Linked DNA regions of Sus scrofa: region 1 is linked to region 2. Evidence: chromatin contacts called from public Hi-C data. All regions are on one chromosome and are shown on one strand. Each heading gives the region's core, a stretch centred on a gene start, on an enhancer-like site or on the middle of the called end of the contact. The rest is flanking DNA. Distances are from core to core; before and after follow the strand shown.

What was found. Hi-C and Micro-C count contacts between places; a contact is called where the count stands out from the background.
Region 1: a Hi-C map of skeletal muscle shows a contact between it and region 2, with 5 times the contacts expected there. The contact joins the promoter of PPM1B here to the promoter of PREPL in region 2. A contact is called at or near these places in 4 of 47 Hi-C or Micro-C datasets (alveolar macrophages, heart right ventricle, liver and 1 more) and 2 of 2 datasets of contacts at active chromatin or transcription factors (alveolar macrophages and skeletal muscle).

What each region holds. Positions count from the first base shown.
Region 1 is chr3:96,315,466-96,321,147 of Sscrofa11.1, reverse strand. It overlaps PPM1B (protein phosphatase 1B), which reads left to right and starts at 3,870. Exons shown (of 7, transcript XM_003125179.4): 1 at 3,870-4,320.
Region 2 is chr3:96,090,516-96,095,940 of Sscrofa11.1, reverse strand. PREPL (prolyl endopeptidase-like) reads right to left here and starts at 3,627. Exons shown (of 14, transcript XM_005655233.3): 1 at 3,438-3,627. It overlaps CAMKMT (calmodulin-lysine N-methyltransferase), which reads left to right and starts at 3,913. Exons shown (of 10, transcript XM_021088302.1): 1 at 3,913-4,199. The coding sequence starts at 4,062.

The DNA of each region.
Region 1 (5,682 bases), core at 2,621-5,120, 220 kb before region 2:
CTCTGAAACAGATCAGCTCCTTTGACTTAGCCTTTGCATCCTAAACATAATTATGATGATGTTTCTTTCATGCTCCAGTCCAAGGGCTGCCCATCACTCAAAACTGCTGCTAACCAAGCTCTTGCATCTGTTTCAATTTAGGCTACAAAATTCTGTACCAATGCTTTATAACAATTACCAAAACTCTCCTACAGCCAGAGCATGATATCTTTAATAGATGTAATAAAATGTTTAGGCTATAAAATTGGGGACACAATTTTTCGCTATAGCATAATGTCAGCTTGTACATGTGCATACATAGCTTTGTATGTTTGTTCTTTTTACTTACTTATTTTTGCCTTTTTTTTTTTTTAGGGCCACACCCAAGGCATATGGAGGTTCCCAGGCTAGGGGTCTAATCAGAGCTGTTGCTGCCGGCCTACACCAGAGCCACAGCAATGCCAGATCCAAGCCACATCTGCAGCCTACACCACAGCTCACAGAAACTGAGCGAGGCCAGCATCCTCATGAATGCTAGTCAGATTCATTTCTGCTGAGCTATGACAGGAACTCTGAACTGCAGTTTCATTTTAAAGCTAACTGCCTGAAAGTATATTGCAAAATTTTCCCAAATTGCAATATAGTGATACATACAAATAAAGAATCCTTAATATCAGCATACTTAAACTATATGCTAAATATTCAAGAATAAAATGGGAACATCAATAACATCCCTACTGGAATATTGCCGTATTTTTAAAATTTTAGAATAGAACCTTCTCCTTGAATTTCCTGTTGTGGCTCAGCAGGAAATTCAAGGTTAAGCAGGTTAAGAACTCAACTAGTATCCATGAAGATGTGGGTTCAATCCCTAGCTTCACTCAATGCGTTAAGGATCGGGCATTGCCACAAGCTGTGGTGTAGGTCAGAGATGTGGCTTGGATCCTGCATTGTTGTGGCTGTGATGTAGGCCAGCAGCTGCAGCTCAGACTGGACTCCTGGCCTGGGAACATCTATAGGTAGCAGGTGTGGTCCTAAAAGAAAGAAAAAAATCCTTAATAATATATCTGAAAGCATTTCTTTACCATCCAAAGATAGTTTTAGAGCCAGATATTGATGTGGTAGTTTTCAAACACATTTAGGGACAACAGAATGAAAATTAAAATGTCTATATATTAAATTCCGTAATATGAGCTAGGATCAATTTAATATAAAAAATGACTCCTAAGCAGTATATGTGCAAACTATATTTCCATAAACAGTATATTATATTGAGTTAATTAACAGTTTAAGATTTTCAAATATTGTCTAGGCATAAAATTTCACACTTTCAAGGTTTTTTTACTCCTAGTATTCACACGAGTAATTTATTGTGGAAAAGCTTAAAATTGAGAAAATTCAATCTGTTAATTTTAATCTATTAATTTTTTTTCTCTGAATTGAGTATATGGCATTATTTGATGTTAGCAGGAAACATGTGGATTTAGCTTATGGAACACAGATGTTCTGTGGGAACATGGCTTGAAGTCCTACATAATTTAATGTTTTTTCATTAAACAAACATCTGAACATCAAACCTAACTACCAGTTGAGGTCAAGTGCCTGAAAAGTGCTGTATACATCTCATTAGCACGTTTTCCTTACGTGAAAGATGCATCATACGGTAATGCATATTATGCTTTCATCTGCCTAAAACATACTTGTTGCCAAACTTAACCATTTATCACTATTCCTCTCTCCTTAGAACAGGTTGAAACCAATTTACAATTGAAAGAGAGGTTCCTTTACCTATAAAAAGTCCCTAAAACTATGTCTTGGTATTGGTAGACTTAAGTTTATCTTAGTTCAAGACTGCACTTTTTAAAAACTCTGGATGTGAACATTTTTCAGTGATGACTATACAGCTTAACCTATGTCATAATTGTGATCTTTCTTGAGAAGACTTTTTTTTTTTTTGCCTACTATAAATAGGCACTCTTGTGTTTTTTACACTACTATTGTCCTCTTTTCCAGAAAGGAAATAGTTGAAATGGCATTGTCTAATCCAGCGGCACTTTATTAGTAACACATTTTATCTCTTGTAGGCATAAGAGAACTCACACTTATTTTTTTTTTTTTTTAAATGACCATACCAGGGTACATGGAAGTTCCTGGCCGGGGTTGGAACCTGAGCCACCCCAGTGACAATGCAGGATCCTTAACCCTCTGAGCGACCAGAGAACTCCCCATTATAATTTTTTGTTGCATTAAAATATATTTAACTTCATCAGTTATATTAAAGAAAAATTTAACAGCTTTAAAAAATGGATCAAGGTATTAGAATGCCTTCAGTACACTTTAGTTTTCTTTCTCTTGTTGGGGTTGGTGGAAGTGCAGATTAACCTGGCAGTGCCTTTTAGTCTAATGCAATTGCTGGAGGGATCATGTCCACTTCCCTCATCTGCCTATTGAATCATTCATCCTAGACTCATCCTGTATCTCTGTGAAGCCTTCCTTCGTAGGAAAGCTCCTTTAGGTAACCGCCGTCTCTTCCACGTTTCAGTTATAGCACCCATCATCTTATAGCTAATTTATTGGTGTACTTCATCTCGACGTACAGAGCCTGGCAAATAGCAGGCGTTCAATAACTGTGAGAGCGAATGAAGATCAAAGACTAGGCCGAGAGTTTCTAAAACCAACGTTGACTGTGAAACAAAACACGTAAATGTCAAGGGCTGAAGGCCAGGCAGTGCAGGCCTAGAAGGAATAAAATAACCCCTAATAGCACAGAATCTTCAAGGGAATCACCTGTCCCATTTTCTCACGTTGCTTTTTGGCCTCTCCAAAATTTCCCGCTCTCTAACTCATTCTCTTCCCTTCTGGGGACAGGTCAGGCAGGTATACCAGTTTAGCTGCTTTGATTGGTCAGCGATGATTTCATTGTTAGAGAACATCCGGGCCTTTCCCCTCCCCGCAACACCCACCCTCCTCCAGAGCCCTGCCTTCTGAGTTTCCCTCTCCCGCGTGCGCCCCACCCGCCGGCTGAAGCAAAACAACCGCCTCTCCCTAGATCGCTTCTTGTCCTCGCCTGCACCATCCCTTCCAGTCTTTACGCCTAAGAGAGGCGTTTATATCCTCCAATGAGGGCCTAGTAGGACTTTGTTAGCCAATCAGCTGCCAACCCCCTGCAATTCCAGGCGGGACTAGGCCTCCACACCTATAATTGGACAGCCCGTTGGCTCCTTTATGGCGTTTGCTTTACGCAAGGCTTACAGGTCAAAAATAAAGGGGCACGGTCCTCACTGAACGAGAAGGGTCCGCACAGACTCTATGGGTTTGACCGTTTTCGAAGACCAGCCAATCGCTTTTCGAATACTTCCCCGCCTTTTGCGCGTTCATTTAAAAAAAGCCGGTGTGACGGACTTGGAAATTGGTCCGTGACAGACATGTAGAGAAAGCCAATGACTGAGATTTTGGGCCACCCTTTGGACCAATAAGAAAAGTAAATCGTTAGGGCTCAGGCTTTGAGAGGCGGGGCGCAGGTGGGCGTTATTTGATTGACAACGGTCTCTACTTATGGCTGTTAGGGTGGGTTGGTCCCTGGCGTCTGGGAGGTATAGCAGAGGCGGGGCTGAATAAAGTAAATGGTAAAGAAAGGTTGGGTCCCACTCAGTGGGCGGTGTTTGATGGATAGTTGACCTTGCCAATTGAAGGTGGTCACTGGTGCCCAATGGGAAATTAGGAACCCAGAGGCGGGGCATTGTAGGCGGGGAAAACTAAGTAGCGAGGAACCGGGGCTGTGGAACTGGGAGGGAGGGCGCTGATTGACGGGCCTGCCAGCAAACTGGGTACAGCGAGAGGCCGCGCGGCATCGCAGTGGGTGGGAGCTGGGGGCGTGGTTCGCCCAGGGGCGGGGAAGGAACGGGGAGCGGGGAGGGGGTTGCAGAAGGAGCGGAGCGGCTGCTGCTCAATGGCGGAAAAGCCGCCGGTGCTTTGACCGCCTCGTCCCCCTAGCAGTTGCGGGGGAGTTTCCTGCCGGCGCGGCTGGAGTCTCTGTTTCTCAGGGTTCGGTGGCTGGAAGATGCTCCAGAGAGACGAGGCTGCGGCGGAGGAGGTGGCGGCGGCCGAATCGGCAACGGCACTAGGGTGGAGAGAAGGCGGCAGCGGCGGCGGCGGCGGCGTGCGGGGCCCGACGGTGTAAACAGCCCCGGAGGCGGCGGAGGCGGTGGCCGAGACCCCGAGGGGGAACCGTCGGCTGAGGCAGGGTCGCGCCTCCGTTGGAAGCCTGGGCTCAGTGCAGCAGGGGGACTCTGCGGCGGGCGCGAGCGGACGCCCTAGACCTCCCTCCCTCCCTCGCCCCAGGTAAGGCCGCTGGGCGCCCCGCCGCAGGGGAAACGGCTCCCAGGCACCGCGAAGGCCCTGGACCGTATTCGGGGTACCTTTGAGCCACGACTCGAACCTCTGCCCGCCTAATCCTCGCCTCTTTTCCTTGGCCGCGGAGCCCGGAGGAGCGAACGCCGGGCCTGGCTCCTGGCTAGGCCCCTTCCCCAGCCACCGCCTCCGCGCTGGGCCGAGGTTGGGAGAGGCTTGGGGCAGGGAATTTTAGTTTGCTTCAACGCCTAGGAGTAAACTGCTTGTCCCTGTTCTTTGCGAGCATCTCTTCCACCTGAAAGCGCTGGGGCTACTCCAGGCCTTAACTCGTCCCTTCCTGGTGCATGCCTATTTGAAAACACTACCTTTTCCTCATTAGCTTCTGCCCTCTGTGCTCTACTTCACTTCCTTGTTAAATCTTTCTCGCTCTTCTGTTTATGCGTCTTACTACCTCTTTCCTCCTTAGTGACTTTAAAACGTTTCTCTTTCTCTTAGCCCACTCCGGGCTTCTCTTCCTTGCCTTCCCCAGCTATCCTTTTTGAATGTCATTCTTTTTTACCAGTGAAGCTCTTAAATGAAACTGCTATCGTCAGTATCCCCGATCTACCAGAAGCTCATGAAGAATAGACTCACCAGCTTTAAGTGCCAGATCGATTTTTTTTTTTATAATTTAACCGAGCCTAACATCCTTTTAAAAAATATTATTAAACAGAGAGTGTGAAAATAGCCCTAAAGTTATTTTTAAAATGAAGGGCTCAAGGAGTGTTGGAAATGGTTATTTCATATTTCAAGTCGCATGACCTCTAATGTCAGATTGAGCAGATCTAGAACATTTGCCCATCTTGTTTGGCAAAAGGCTTCTTTCGCGTTTCATAGAGGCTCACATTCATCAGTATCCAAGTTGGCTTAAAAACAATTTGAAAACTTGAGAAAGAAGACATCAGAAGAACAACTAGGAAGCTGTTTTGATGAAGTCAGTGTTAAAGACCTTTTAAAATAGGCTCCACATGTTTAATGTATCAAAATAAAGTTGGCGGGAGTCTTGTAAAAGGATTATTTAGGAATGTGAGTAGTCTTAGTGTTATGTAGCTATTTTGGGAAAAACATTCTTTTTCTGTTAACAAACGTTTACAACTCCTGTGATGTGAGAATTACCGAGGTTTATTATGGGATTAACACAGGAACTCATTTTATTTGTGCTACTGCATGGACGTAGAAGTGGTGAATTGTTGAGGGTAGTCAGTGTAATAAGTCAGTATGTTCTAGGAGATGGAGAAACATGCCATCAATAGTGTTAACAGACATTATTTCATTTACTCTCTCTATTGTGCAATAGCAAAGTTCCTATTGTTG
Region 2 (5,425 bases), core at 2,378-4,877:
CAGCAAGGAAAAGTCTCCAAATTTCCAATATATGCTACAATATGGATGAATCTTGAAATCACTATGCTAAGGGAAATAAGGCAGACCCAAAAGGATAAATATCATATAATTCAACCTATATGAATTATCTAGAATAGGCAAATTCAGAGAGACAATGAATTCATATTCATAGATAGAAAGTAGATTAAAGGTTTCCAAGAGCTCTGGAAAGGCAGGAGTGGGAAGTTCTTGCTTAATGGATGGGTGTTTTTTTTTTTTTTTTTGGTCAGGTGATGACAGGGAAAATAGTGGTGACAGCTGTACAATACTGTGAATGTAATTAATGCCACTGAATTACACATTTAAAAATGGTTAAAAATCAGCAGAAATTGGCACAGTGTAAATCAACCATACATTCATAAAAAACTAATCTTCGAAAAAGTTAAAATGTCAAATTTTGTTATATATATTATTATTATACGATAATAAAAATAAAGTCAAAATGAAGTAAAAATATTGTGTGGAACAATTAAAACCACAAATTAAAATATTATAATAAAAACATATGCTAAAATATTGCAAGACTATCACTCCCACATCCAATTTAAGGAATGTAAGAAACATAGCAAATATAAGGGTAGAGGAGGTGCATCAAAGAGGCAGCATCATAAACAATTTAATCCCAAATAATTAGGATGAGCATGTAATTTACCATCCTAATCAAGACACTTCTGAGAGGAAATAGGACACTATTAATAATTACACATTACACAGGGACAACAGGTGTGAACTGAGACTGTCTGAGGCAACCTAGAATACATGGTCATTCTACATATAAGGGCACTAGGTCCTCAAGGTTGAGGTCATGCTCACAGCCTGGGATATGGCCAGTGTACAATGGTCTGAAAGCATCTTCCTAAAGGACACAAGTGGTCAAAAATGCAAATCTTTTTTTTTAAAGAGAAGTATCACAATTACATGGTCTTTACTGAAGTTTACTAATTTGGGATTCATAAAACAATCAGCATATTATTAGATTTTACTAAGAGCTATTATGATAGTCTAGGAATTTTAGAATGGTGAATTATACTTTGAATTGCACTGCTAGGCACAATAAAGAATTCCTAGAGTTCCCATCATGGCTCAGCCGTGACAAAATCAGACTAGCATCCAGGAGGGCTGGGGTTTGATCCCTGGCCTCACTCAGTGGGTTAAGGATCCAGCATTGCTGGGGCTGTGGTGTAGGCCGGCAGCTACAGGTCCAATTCAACCCCTAGCCTGGAAACTTCCATGTGCCAAGGGAGTGGCCCTAAAAAGAAGGAAAAATAAAAGAATTCCTAAGGTGAATCATTTTCGATAAATCTATTTATATTTGTTACCTTAGAGCTCTATAAACACGTATTACATATATTCTTTTATACTTACATATGATTACAGGCAATTGAGCCTAACACTTAAAAAATCAAACAAGAACTACTGAGAAAATTAGTAACTGATATCCGATTCATTATTTTTAAACTAAAATTAATCTTAATGGCTGACAAATAGGATAACTTAAACAGTCCATACCTTACATGAGAAGCTCCGACTTGGGATGTTTCTTGCTAACTCTGATATCCTGGGTTTATTCTGCAGACACTTGGTTAGGTGATATTTTTTCAATTTTATTTTATTGTAATAATGATCAGCGAAGTTACAGTGATTCAAGTGCTGTTTCTGCATGCATTTCCCAAGGTGAGGAATACTATATTTCAAAGCTTGGAAAAATAATTTGCTCTTCTGCCGCATGATATCAAAGTCCTTGGTTTATGCTCCCTTTGGGACTGCCAGCACATGAATGATTTCCTAGGAATGCTTACCCAGTAGTGGGTTCTCAGAGTATCTAAGATCTGTAGTTCTTTTCCTCTGCCACTGGGGTCATGAACCCCTCAGGTTAGGAATAACTACAGACAGCTGATAACTCTGGTTAAAAATATCTGAAAACTCATGTAAGTTAAAGTTTCATTCCAATCATACTTCTTGGCAGATGTGACTTAGAGGTCTTATTTGTAAAGTCGATCCTATCAGGCTCAAACTATGCAGCACTGATTCTGGTACACACATGGACAAACTAAAAAAAAAAAAAAAAAAAAAAAAAAAAAAAGGCAGAAAACAAAACAAAAAAAACAAAATAAAAACTTGCAAACAAGTACACAGACTTAATAGAGGCATCTCAGTAATTCTGAGGGTTTTAAAAGGCAAATTAGCTTTGATTTTACATAACTCAGAACTTATCTTTGGTATGTATATGGAGAATAAACCAGAAAAGCATAATTACTTAAAAAGGTAGAGGAGAAGGTGTTAGTATTTACTGAGTATTTGCTACGTGCCAGATGTGTTTATATACTTTGTCCAATTTAAACGTCATAGAACCCTAACAGAATAGCTATAACAGTGTTGATTTTACAGGTGAGCAAACTGTGGCTCAAGGAGGTTTAAGTAACTGCTTCAAGTTACCTGGGCTGTAAGTAGTAAGTCTATCTGGTCATAACAATTTTAATATTAAAAAGGTGTTTAATTCTTTAATTAAACAACAACAACAACAACTTCAGGATTCACAAATGAAATTTGCCACCATCTCTGTTTTCTTCTAGGAAGCTGGTTCTTATTAACCTAACAAAGTAAGGCTAGTGAGTACTTAAGTCAGAGAAACCTGGGTTCAGGGCTTCACTTCTACACTTACCACCTGTGCCTAGTTTCTTCATCTGCAAATCAGATAATGACCCATTTACTCTACGGAGTACTTGTTCTAAGGATAAAATGAGACAATTTAAAGTTAAGATCTTAATACAATACCTGGCACGTAGCTACCACTCGATAAACTATTTTTATTTTATTTTTGGCTACTATTTTTAGGATTGGAAAAAAAAAAAACCTATGTACGTTGCACACTGTTGAATGTCATCATGGAATTCTTCCACAAAATGACCCTCGGTATCAGAGGTACAATACTGCGTCAGTTTTAGCACAGCTCGGATCCTTTAAGACGCCCCTGGTCCTCTTAATCTTTTTCTATGTCGCAGCAAATTAAGAGACTCAGAAGGGAGAGTTACAATAGGGGAACAGGAACAACACTAACAAAAATAAGCAAATAAAATAAAATAGGCCCTAAATCACTACATCCGTGCCGCAGCATCAATCCACCCATCTTTCACCTGCAGGGTTAGGGATGGGGGTGGGGTAGATGAATGGGTGTTCCTGGGAGAACCTATTTGTTTTCCCTATGCAACTCTCCACCCCAGAAATGAAATGAGGTGAGAGATGAGGGGTTCTGAGTGCGAAAGGGAGTGGTACCACATGCCACGCAGTGAAGGGACATCAATCAAAAAGCTAGGACCAAGAGCCTTGGAAAGGCTGGTGGGGGGCAGAAGGGATGAAGGGAAAAGACCCTCAGCCTACACCTCCCTCCCAATACGTACGCAAATTTAAAGTCGGTCTTGCTCTAGACACAGAAACGAGTGAAAGCCAGGTCGGAGAACCCGAAGCTCTCAGAAAAGCAGCACAGCTCCAAGCACCGTCGTGTCCAGCCGAAATCTGCGTTCTGCAGCTAGCGGAACAACCTACCCAGAGGCGCCGGGAGCTGGTTTGCAGCACGCCGTCTACGTAAGTCCCATCTAGCACGAGCGCTGAGCAGGTTCCGCCATCTTTACTGTGGTCAATGATGAATTTTTCTCCTCCTGGGTTCTTAAGCCCTCAAAGATATAAGCCTTTTGGTTCTTTGATAGTCCTCAGACCTCTAGATGAAACAGGGGAGAGGATAACAAAGAGGGGTAGTGTCCTATCAAGTCTGTCACAGGTCCCTCACGCTCCAGTCTGCCCTCACTAAAGATGGCTACCAGCAAAATGGTGCAGTGACGCGAGCCGCGCTGCCCTGGTTGCTAAGGAGACGTGACTGCCGGAAATGCAGGATTTGGGGAGGGCGCTCTTGCTTGGGCAGTGGGAGGGAGGCCTAGCGTCACAGGTCCTGATAGAGAAAAAGTAGCGAGGTCCTGGCAGGGGAGAGCTGTGGCTGCGGCTTCTCGGATAAAGGCGGCTCCAGCGGGATGGAGCCTCGAGTCACAGACGCCGAGGCCGGCCAGGTTGAGAGCGCCAAGAACGAGAATCCGGCAAGGGGTAGCGCCGCTCGGGGACCCGTAGTCGCGGCACCTTTGGCTGCAGCCCGGTGGAAGCTCCTGCGGCAGGTAAGAGACAGCCCTCAAGATTCACCTTTGCCTCTGGCCACTCCCCTCGCAGATACCCTGCAAGCGACCCGCAGCTACTCTCTACTTAGCAGCTCCGGGAGTTCCCTAACAATTTTTCCTGGAACCACCTGAAAAGCGTCCCTTTGGTTCACCTAGGCGTCCCTTCCAAAGGGAGGCATCAGGTGGCTTTGGGCGGGGAGGGTCCAGTCAGGACTGAGTCCTGGAAAACTCATATCGAAGTAGAAGATCCATTTCTAGATCTTAGTCTGCATCCGAGGGATGTTTCTCCTTGTTCGCCAGTAGGATTGATAGGACCGCAGTTCTCGATCCCACACTGCTCTCCTTTCCTGCTTCTGTTTTAACTTTCTTCTCCAGGTTTCTTCTCCTTGCTTCTTAACTCCCAGCCTGATTCTAGCCCAGAATCGCCCCTCTTGGTGATCAGCGTGGCTGACTGTGTTGGGACTGTGATATTGCACGTGTTGCTTCGGTTCCTTCCGTGGAGCGGAGAGTGAAGGGAGTTGGAAGAACTGCCCGCCCCCCTCCTTTTTTTTTTTTTTTTTTTTTTTTTTCCTCCATCAAGTTACGCGTAGTTTGAAATGATCAGCGAGATTCTCGCTAAGGTGGAGTAGTTCGAGTGTGTTGATTTGTTTGATGACGGTTATCATCTAGCACTTCAGAGTTGCCTCTGTTACCGGTAACTTCAGCCGTGTACAGGTTTGAAAATTTTCTAATATGACGTCACTGACGCCCTGTTCAAACTGCTTGAAGTGAAATCTGTTTATCCCAGTGTTATGCTTCTGCCTGGGTCTCCTGCTAAAAACTTTATTTAATAGAACACTTTCTGGAGTTCCCGTCGTGGCGCAGTGGTTAACGAATCCGACTAGGAACCATGAGGTTGTGGGTTCGATCCCTGCCTTGCTCAGTGGGTTAAGGATCCAGCATTGCTGTGAGCTGTGGTGTAGGTTGCAGACGCGACTCGGATTCCGCGTTGCTGTGGCTCTGGCGTAGGCCAGTGGCTATGGCTCTGATTTCGACCCCCAGCCTGGGAACCTCCATATGTGGCTGTAGGGGCCCTAGAAAAGGCAAAAAGACAAAAAACAAAAACAAAACCACTTTCTATTTCTGACTTGTGTTTCCATAAGTTTCCCAGCTATTGCCACTTTACTTGAGACCCTGCATTTAGTATTTTGGGAGTTACTTTATTTGCAGTTGTCTCCAGTCACCTT